2 separate regions of the Sus scrofa genome follow, and region 1 is linked to region 2. Evidence: chromatin contacts called from public HiChIP or PLAC-seq data. All regions are on one chromosome and are shown on one strand. The core of a region is the stretch at or near the end of the contact, and the rest is flanking DNA. Distances in the headings are between cores, read along the strand shown. Region 1 has its middle 460 kb from the start of TRNAE-UUC. Region 2 has its middle 230 kb from the start of KLF4.

Region 1 (5,300 bases), core at 1,261-3,760, 230 kb before region 2:
GTTTCTAGAATGTATGAAGAACTCTTAACAACTCAATAATAAAATGAACACCCAATTTTTAAAAATGCGCAAGTGATCTGAATGGACATTTCTCTAAAGAAGCTCTACAAACCAATAAGCACATGAAAAGATGCTCAACATCACTAGCCATTAGAGACATGCAAATCAAAACCACATTGAAATACCACTTCCCACCCAGTAAGATGGTGGTGTGTAAGAACTAATTACTCAATTACCCTATCAGGATAATGTCAACAAATAATGCTTAGCTCAACATATGTCTAAAACTGATATATCAAGAAACAGCATATAAGTTTTTTTTCCCACAAATATTGATTAATAAACTAGTTGAAATGTCTGAATATTGGGTCAGAGCTGGTAAATAGGGACAGAGAAAGTCTTTGTTATAAGACTTTTAGTTGTTTTTGATTTTTAAAAAATCCTATTTATGCATTATATAGTTGAAAAATTAAAAATTGATTTAAAAAAAGGAAAATAAAGACATACACTTCAAGCTCTGTAGAAACTGACAGATTCAAAAACATAGGTAATTTGAATTTAAGAGGTTGAAAGCCTTACTTCTTGTGTATGTGATCTGAAACCAATCATTCAAACCTCTCAGAACTGGGCTTAGATCTAATACCCTGACAAGACTGTGTTGAAGATCAAATGAGAGCATGGACGTGAATATATTTTTCAAACTGCAAAGTTCACTACACGTTAGCTAATTGCAAAACAAAACACACTCTAAAATTAACCTGTCTATCCAGATAGTAAAAGCTTGGTTTCCTGCAGTTCTGCTCAACCATTCTCCATCACGTAGCACAGTGCTTCCATAGTAGGGGCTCCATTAATACACACGTGAGCATCTAAGAACTTCTTGACCACAAGTCATTTTCTAGGTACTATATTCAGTGCAAAGGGGAAGGAATGTAGAATTAGGGAAAGAGGCAGTATTTGTCCTCAGGCTTGAATTATCCTTATGCGTTTGATACTTATCCCTAGGAGAAACCTCTAGGGATGGTAGGAGCAAAGGCACAGAGGTGAGAAAGAGCAGCAGAGTTTAGGGATCAGTAACTAGTCAGTTGTGATTAGCTGAAGGTGAGAAATTGGAGACTGCAAGAATTGCAGGAGTCCTTGAATGTCAGACCACATAACTGGACTAAAGAGATAAGCCTTCTGGATTTGAGCATGAACTGGAACATCAAGCAGAGCCAGACTTCAGGAAGATCACTCTGGCTTCCATGTTGGAAGATAAATTAGTGTGGAGAGAGCCAAGGAGAGGTAGAACACCTGGGGGTTACCACATTAGTCCGTGGCTGCTGCCCCTAACCAAGAAGAAAGATGGGTCCACGGACTTTCATGTCTTGGAGAGATCAAGAACCTCTCGGTAGAGCCATTTGGCAGCTGGGCCCTTATAGTAACATGTCAAATACATAGATCAGTGAGGCACAATGGAAAAGTGGTCAGAATATTCCCAACACCTTCCTTAAATACAAAATTTATCCTGCAGTCTTTCTCCTCTGACTTTTACTTTAAGTGTATACTATTTACATTGAAAGGTAATGTATAAACCAGAAAGGTCCCTGAGCAGTGTGATTCAGTAGAACAATACTCTTTGGATAGACAGGTCTCAGCTCTGACTCTCAGTAATGTCATGAGTTTGGATGAATTGCTTGATAAACCTGAGCATCAGTTTCTGATTCAGTAAAATAGATACAACTTCTACGACGTAGGACTACAGTGCAGGTGAGAAATAATACATGGAGAGCCTGGCTCAGACTGCCCAGGCATTGAATGCAGGGAGGCATCCTATTCCTCAGAGATGCATCTGAATAGCCTGCAGCCTCCCACAGCCCTCCACAGCCCCCCTTAAACCTCCAGCTGCCCTCCACAGCCCTCTACATGAGCCCTCGTGCTCTCTGCTCTTGAAGTCTGTAGCTTTGTGTACCTTTTTCTCCAGGAAGATATAAGGAAGTTATCACGGCCTTTACTCAACATATAGTTTTTTAAGTCCACAACCTTCATTTCTCCCTCCCTCTCAACATTCTGCCTTATTTAATCCTGTATTTAGCAAACCTAAACCTGTGGCTTCTCTGACCCAAATGATACCTGCAGCAGCACAGAGGCTTGCTAAGATAACGAACCCTCTGCTGCCAGGGGTGCCCAGTCAGCTGGCACTAATGAGTCCCTCCCTCAGTCCCTCAGAAGTGCCCCTGCTTTCCCAAGGAGTGGTGTCGGTGACATATTCACATGCTCAGTGCCCAGGACCACCCCCCCCTTTTAGAACCTGTTTATCACTGCCCATCTCCCAAGAATGGGCAGTTGGTGATGAAGGCATTCTACCAGATGCCAGCCCACCTTGTGAATGTCCCTCTTAGTTTGTGAAAGAACCAGGCTATTCTTGGCAAACAACAGGGGTATGAGTCAAGGCAAAAAGCAGAATTGAGCCAAGCATGAACTTTAGTCACCAGAACGGCATTTGCCATTCAACAAACATTTAACAAGCTGTGCTGTGGGCTGCTCTTTTCTCACGTGTCATCTCACCAAATCCTCAGTTACTCCATGAATAGGCATTGTCTCCTCGTTTCACAGATGAGGAAACAAACCCAGACATGTTAAGTAACCCTCTGTGAGGCCCCCAGCTAGTAAGGGCTAGAGGCAGGATTTGAACCAGCGTCTCCAGTAAGAAGTTGTTTCTTCCATATCATAGCTGCCTCTGCTTCAAGCATGTAATGTACTAATGAATCCTACCTTCTGTCTCTCTTTTCAGCTTCAATGGCTTCCCCCTCTACTCACAGCTTTTGCACTGTTTCTACTCTTTTTCATTGTCATATTCACAACTTCTCTAGAGAGAACCTGTTCGTGCCCCTTTATCAGCACATAGTATTCCTGTAGGCAGATGCTCAAGCCAGATTCTCCAGGCTACTGCTCATTATCTGATGTCTTTTTGTTGTTGTTGTTGTCTTTTTTGTGTTTTGGGGGCTGTACTTGCAGCATATGGAGGTTCCCAGGCTAGGGGTCAAATCAGAGCTATAGCTGCCAGCCTATATGCCACAGTGATGGGAGATCCGAGCTGCGTCTGCAACCTACACCACAACTCATGGCAATGCCGGATCCTTTACCCACTGAGTGAGGCCAGGGATGGAAGCCTCATCCTCATGGATGCAAGCTGGGTTCATTAACCACTGAGCCATGATGGGAACTGCTGATGTCTTGATTCTAGCCAGAGAGTGAATCTTGGTCTAATCATTTGTCACTGGGGTAGGGAGGTCACAGCGCACAGAGCATGACAAGTTATACTGAAGGCACTGTAGCCCAATAAGCACTTAGAATCAACCTCCTATGTGCATCCCCACCATTCATTTCTCATCAAGGCTTGGCCTCATCTCACCTTGTCAGTTACCCAGCCAAGGGATCTCAAAGGATCCCCAAGATCCCAGAATGCCTTATGGTGCAGCCCAGTTAAATGACCACACCATCATTCATATAAAATTGTCCCCCATTTGTTGTGGGATAGACCCAATGCTAAGAAAAAGAAGCAGCCATCTGTTTTTTTTTCAGTTACTGCCCTTCTTTTTGGTTCATCGGGATCCCAATTTCCTGTTTTCTCACCCTGTTTTTCATCCATCTCATAAAGAAACAAACCTGATTTTTCATGAACTCATTTAGTCTTGGCTTCAATTGTTTTCCCAAGTAACTCACTCCACATGTTTATCCCTCTTGCCTGATTCACTTCTTCTGGAGGATCTAACTTTATTTGTTCTTCAGCAAACATTCCTTAGCTCAGCCTACAAGCCCAGTGCTGCCCTGGAATCTGGGAGCAATCAATTGTCAGCCTCATCAATATCATTTTCATTGCAGGCAGCACTACCACTTACTTAGCCTTCACTAGGGGGCAGACCCCAGGATAGGCATCTGCCAGCCATGCACTGTCTAATCTGCGTAATCCTAACAGTGACTCTGGGAGGCAGTTGCTATTATGTCTCCATTTAATGTAGAGAAAATTGAATCTTAGAGAAGTTGAGTGAAATGAAGAAGTAAGAGCAACTTGAGCCTCTTGGGATTTCCAGGTGACCCCACTAAGGGGAAATGGTAGACTTCCCTGTGGCTTTAATCTGCCTGTTGATCTGAATTTAACCAGAGTGCTTTTTCTGTGCCAATGTTTGTTCGAAACTGCAGGATGGTTCCTTCCATAACAAATAAACAAGGTTACTTTGCAAGGTTCTCTTCGGCCACTGCCACTCAAACAGCAACACGTGCAGCACCAGCACAGTGCGTGTGGGCATATGCTTGCTAACTCTTCAGGGCCCTTTTTATAAATCCATGAAAATAGTGGCCCAACTTTGTCTGGCATCTCATAGATCATCCTGCCATCACACATCTTGTATCTTTACCACTATAACTCTGCGTGTTTATTAAGGGCACATATCATTATCCTCCCTATTGCTTCCCTGAATTTATGTACTTATCTATTGCTGCATTTATTCAATGAATATTTATTGAGGATCTACCCTGTGCCAGGCTCATGACAATCCATAGAGGCATAGAGACATGTGATGTGAATAAGGCTTGTCTCACTCTCAAGAAGCACAGTCTCCTGATGGGTACTATTTTCCGCAGGCAGGGACATGCAGGGTACTGAGTGCTCTCACCATAGAGCTGTAACTGAGAGGGCGAGGAGCTATGTCCAGCCTGGTCAGGGTGGTTTCAAAAAGAAGGCAGAATCATCGGAGCTGGAATATATAGGGGACACCTCCATGTCCTGAGCTTCAGAAGACATGGGCTCAGAGAAATGAGAGAAGGTGTCTGAGCGGAAGGCAGTCTCTTTAGCATTCTCATCCTTTCATAAAGGAACAAAGAAATTGAGAAACTTCTCTGGAATACACAGGCTGGAGGAATGATGGGAGTGACAGCATGGTTTGCTGGGAGAGATCAGAGGAGAAGGAAAGGAAAAGAACAGTTAATGGAAACCTGCTATGAGCTAGTGCACTTCATATACAGACATGGGTTCAATCCCATGTTAGAAATAAAGAGACATCCAGGAAAATTGGTTTCAGGCCTGCGTCTCACCTCTGGCCGCGAGACGTTGGGCAAATTGCATTACTGCTTTGAGGACCGGTTTTATCCTGGATGAAACAAGGAGAGAATTGGGGCTTAAGAGAAGTAATACCTGGAACATGGCATCATGTTCTAAAAGGCTGAACACAGGCAAGGCTTTTGTTTCTTTGCTTGCTTGGTTAGGGAATGCCGATAGCAAACCTCAGAGCATCCCTAGGCCCATTCTCAGGTAAGAAAGT
Region 2 (4,813 bases), core at 792-3,291:
CGCGTTTGCATATTTACCCACTCTACAAAAATTTATTTGCAACCCCCAAATCAGTGCTTGCAGCCTTTTCATGCACTTTCACAGGGATCCACAGACATGCCCCAAGCAGCAAAAAATTTGAGTCGTCCAACAGACATGCATGTTCCCAGCTGAGGTTGAGGTGATACTCTGCCTTCTTGTTTGGGCTCTCATGCTGCAACAAATATCTTTTTTGTAGTCTATGTAGTGCCATGTTTTTCACATTTGAGGAGCTTTTCCTCGATGTTTCTGGTGTTTGGAATGGCCTCTGAGCACAGTGCTCAGGTGCTATGATGTGCCTTTCAGAAGAAAATACATAGGTTAGATAAGCTTTGTTCGAGCTCAAGTTATAGGGCTATTGGCCTTGACTTCAGTGTTAATGAGTCAACATTATATCACATGAGGTGTCTCTAAACAGAAACACACATGACAAGGTTTTATGTTGATTGGTTGATGAAAATGCTGTCACTAGAGGATCACAGGAACCTCACTCTATTTCTTCCGGGAGAGATGGTTCAGTATTCATGACCCTGTACCAGGCCCACCTAACCCTGAGCTTTGTCCTTCCCTTCACCTGCCCCACCTCTAAGACTCTAAAAGCTTGACTCTTTCATGGCTGACACGCAAGGGAGGGCTATTAGGGGCTGGGGTGCATGGTGTCTTCAACTCTAGAATCCTTACCATGACCTACACTTTCCTAGAAGCAGATTCCCAAGCTGCTTACTTGTTAGAGGACCCTGTGTTATTTATTGCTCTGTAACAAACCAACACAAAACCAGCAGCTTAAAACAAACACATGCATTTATTTCTATGACAGTTTGCTTGGGTCCCAGCATGACTCAGCTCTGCTTAGCATCTTCCAAGGCTTCACTCAAAGTGCTGACTGGGTTATGTTCTCATCTGGAGGTTCGACTAGAGAAGGTTTTGCTTCCAAGCCCATTCAGATGGTTGACAGAATTCATTTCCTTGGCAGTGTGTGACTGAGGACCCTAGCCTTTGTTGGCTGGAGGCCAACACAGATCCCAGAATCTGCCCCCAGATCCCTGGCACGTGGCCCTCTCCACAGGCAGTTCACAATATGGTAGTTTGTTTCCTCGGGGCTAGCAGAAGAATCTCTGCCTCTAGTTCACTAAGACGGATGTTTATATATACCACCTAATCATGGGAGTGACATCCCATCACCACTGACATATGATGAAGAGACTTGCTATTTGTATTTCCGTCACCATCATCATTTGTAATTAATGTTATTATTTATCATACCTATCATAAATTTAGTATTCTGAAATATAGTACTAAGATCCCATCTAACATTTGCATAAAAACCATCCACTATTATGGCGTAAAATTCAAGTTCCCAAGCCTGCTGTCCGTGCCCCTGTATCTTCCTGGCTTCACCTTTGTCCACTCCTGACTCTTCCCCCGTTGTGCCCAACTCTTCATCTCCTCCCAGCACATGCAGCCCTTCTGCCTCACCCGCCCTTTGCTTTCCTCTTGGTCAAGTTCACGTGCACGCTTTGCAAACCCATTGGAAAGATGATCTTGGCTCTTTCAGGGCCCTCAGTCTCTCTCCTCTCCGGGCTCCAGAGCTCTGTGTATGTGCCTCTTTATGCTGCTGGTCACACGATACCATATAATGACATCAGGCAGTGAGTTCCAGTTCATCCTTGAATTCGAGAACGGGGCACACATCAGTTCTCAATAAATCATGCCGAGTGAACACATCTTCAGTATGATTAACATGAACTTTTCCTTTCATGGCCCCTTAAGATGTGCAAAATATAGTGAGCGGAGACAGACAAGTCTGGATTGAAGATATTGGGCAAAAGACTGAGAGAACCAGCTGGGTGACCCTTGCCACCTTGCAGGCCGGCCCCGGGGGGGGGCAGTTCGGAACTGAGTGTCCTCTTTGTAGAGACTAACAGGCTCCAGAACGAAGCCACAGCTCCTCCAAAGAGCCCTGGGCTCAGCACTTCCCGTATTCACGGCTGCTATTCTCAGTGCTCCTCTTCCCCAGAGCCTGCTTCCATATTTTCAGGTCTTTGAATGTTGCAGCCAAACCACTGCTGTGCTTCTGAAAGCAGAACCAAAACACCCCATCGGCCACTGCTCCTCGCTGACTTCCTGCTCCCGGGGCTCCATCCCAGCCTCCGCCTCCTCATCTGCTCCTGCGCCCTTGCCCTGGGAGCATATCCACTCTCGGCACCCACCCCACCTCTGCCCTGCTCCTCCAGCCTCCTGCTGCCTTCAGCCTGGCTCCCCAGGACCTCTGCCCCTGCCCAGAAGCCCTGCTCCCCCCGCACTCCCCTCCCCTCCTTGTGGAACCACTTCCCCATTCGAATACTTTACGTCCTTCCTCCCTTTCTTCTGGGGAAGCCTCGTCCAAAAGCCAGTTGTGACTTCTGTGGGTTAAAGGCCAGGATGAAAAAAAAACAGAAGGAGCTACCTACCATTTCTGTCACCAGAGCTCCTTAGCCAGGAAGGGGCCACAGAGGTAACATGACTTGACCAAGCAAAGAGGCCACAAGAGATGGTTGTGCCAGCCAGGTCCCTGGGCGGGGGGGTGACTAGGAAAAACCAAAGGCCCACCCATGGGCTCAAGGGTGGGTTTCAGTTTCTCCTAAAACTTAAGGAATATGAGACGTGCCCATATGAGCAATGAAGCCTCTCAATTTTGAATCTAATTGAAATCTAAAAGCCAGACTGAGGAAGGAACATTGGCCAGGCTTGTGACCCAGGACGAGCCAGGTGGAACCTTACAAGGCCAAGTTTCTTCTACAAGCCAGACGGACAAGGCCCTCCACTTGAGCTGACTGCGGGACTCAAATGCGATAATATTTAAAGTGACGAGCACAGCCTATTATGCGAAGTCTCGCCAAACAAAGCCAATTACCTTCTCCTTTAAAATCGCTGTCCCTCCCTGGTGCGGAGGCCCTGGGGGGGTTGTCGGCACCAGAGAGCAGCCAGGGCTGGAATGTGGTTAGTACCTTCAGGGCACTGCCGTCAGAGGCCGCAGCAGGCCTGCTGCCATCCAGCTGGGGTGGTGGTAAGTGGCCCTGAGCCAGCGTCCTCAGCCACTTCAGGAGTTGCCAAGAAGGGGTGACTTTGATGTGAAGCCAAAGGAGAATGTGTGGCAATTATCTAAATTATTCAAGGCCCCCAAACAACTCAAAGAGCTACAGGTCACTTGTAGATTTAAAACTCCCTGCCTGTTGCTCCACACCACGCCAGCTAGAGTTTTGATTCCCGGTCACGTCCTGCCGTCTCACACCTCAGTGCCTTTGCACGTCATGTCCTGCCGTCTCACACCTCAGTGCCTTTGCACGTGCTTGAGTCTCTGCCTAGAATTCTTTTCCCTCCTCCCTGTAGCTGCCCAGAAAGTTCCCCCTTAGCGTTCAGGGCTCAGCCCCACAGCCCCTCTTCCAGAAAGCCATCTCTGCCGGTCCCTCCCTGATGCTTTCGACTGGCATTTATCACTCTCCGCTGATAGCGCCCATTTATGTATCTGGATCCCCAGCAAACCAAGAATTCGCCCAGGGCAAGGAGCAAGCTTTGCACATAATTCATTCCTGGTGCTCCCACGATGCCTGCCACAGAGAGGTTCTCAACCATTGTTAGTTGAAATGCACGGCTGCAATCCAGTGGTAGTGGAAAGAACCCAAGTTTTAAAACTAGAAGATGTCTTTTTGAATTCTAGCCGTTCAACCAAATAACCCATGACATTGGTTGAGTTCCTCAGCCTCTGTACCTCAGCTTCCAATCCGTAAAATAGAATCACGCAGCAGATCTCAGAGAATTATTTTGAGGAAACGCACGCACACACATAGCCACTCACCGTCCAGAGGCCAGGTTTCCATAGTTAGAGAGAAATGGAAAGGAACCATTTCCACTGACACGCCAGGCCCAAGCAGGATGGGCTCCTTGCTGCCACTCAGGGCTATTGGCTTTGAACCGTGGTCTCCACCTCTTGCACATGCAAGAGGGAGTATTCAGCTAGGCAGGAAGACCAGGCATCCCTCCCGAGAACAGAGCAAGCTTTGACCCCTGGCCAAGGTCAGAGCCCTCCACACAGACCTCAGCTAGATCTTAGCTCCCTGTATGGATTTGGCAATGACACTGAAAGGGGCACTTCCAGTGAGCCCTCTCTTGGGCCAAAATAGACAGACACCCTGGCTCCTAGATTCTGTTTCTTTGAGAAACAGAAGGGCAGCTGGGACCCTCAAAATAAGAGGGAGGGTCAGGCTTGTTTTTCCGGAGCACAAGCCTGCATTTCGGGCCAGGACAATTTTCCTGTCATCTAAGAGATTCACACCAAGGGTTTAGGATAGACTGGGCGATGCCTCAGTAAAAAAACAGCCCCCTAGACCTCAGTGGCTTACCATCACAACAGATTCTTGCTCACAGACCCAGTTGTATGGGTCCCGAAACTCCCTACGGCAGCTGTTCTCCATGTGATGACTCAGAGATGCAAGCCCACATCAGCCTGTGATTCCCTGTCCACATGGCTGAGGAAAAACAAGCACCAGGGTCTCAATATGCAGTGACACACCACACCTGGATGTGGGTCAGTGTGTTTACCTCTTAAACTGTAAGCTCCTTCAGCAAGAGAGCCCTATCTCCTTTCTTCCTCGCTTAATGCCTGCTTCAGAAGAGACACTCAGTAAATATTTGTTGCATCAATGATCAAGAGAATGAATATACTTATCACTCATTTATTTCACTGTTAGGACCCTGTGTGGCCAAACCATGCCAGGCTCTGGGGCTGGGTGATGGGGACACACCGGGAAACAAGACT

The links. HiChIP or PLAC-seq counts read pairs in DNA pulled down with a chosen protein or histone mark.
Region 1: a contact with region 2 is called in an H3K27ac HiChIP or PLAC-seq map of alveolar macrophages. The contact joins two enhancer-like sites. A contact is called at or near these places in 2 of 2 datasets of contacts at active chromatin or transcription factors (alveolar macrophages and skeletal muscle).

What each region holds. Positions count from the first base shown.
Region 1 is chr1:249,071,836-249,077,135 of Sscrofa11.1, reverse strand. No RefSeq gene overlaps it. Among named protein-coding and RNA genes, the nearest start is that of TRNAE-UUC, 460 kb to the left of the region's middle. Within about 2 kb of position 2,510, at least 6 of the 83 cell types and tissues checked have an H3K27ac peak or open chromatin away from gene starts, as enhancers often do. A contact at or near this core is called in alveolar macrophages, where this site is marked.
Region 2 is chr1:248,838,644-248,843,456 of Sscrofa11.1, reverse strand. No RefSeq gene overlaps it. Among named protein-coding and RNA genes, the nearest start is that of KLF4, 230 kb to the right of the region's middle. Within about 2 kb of position 2,041, at least 15 of the 83 cell types and tissues checked have an H3K27ac peak or open chromatin away from gene starts, as enhancers often do. A contact at or near this core is called in alveolar macrophages, where this site is marked.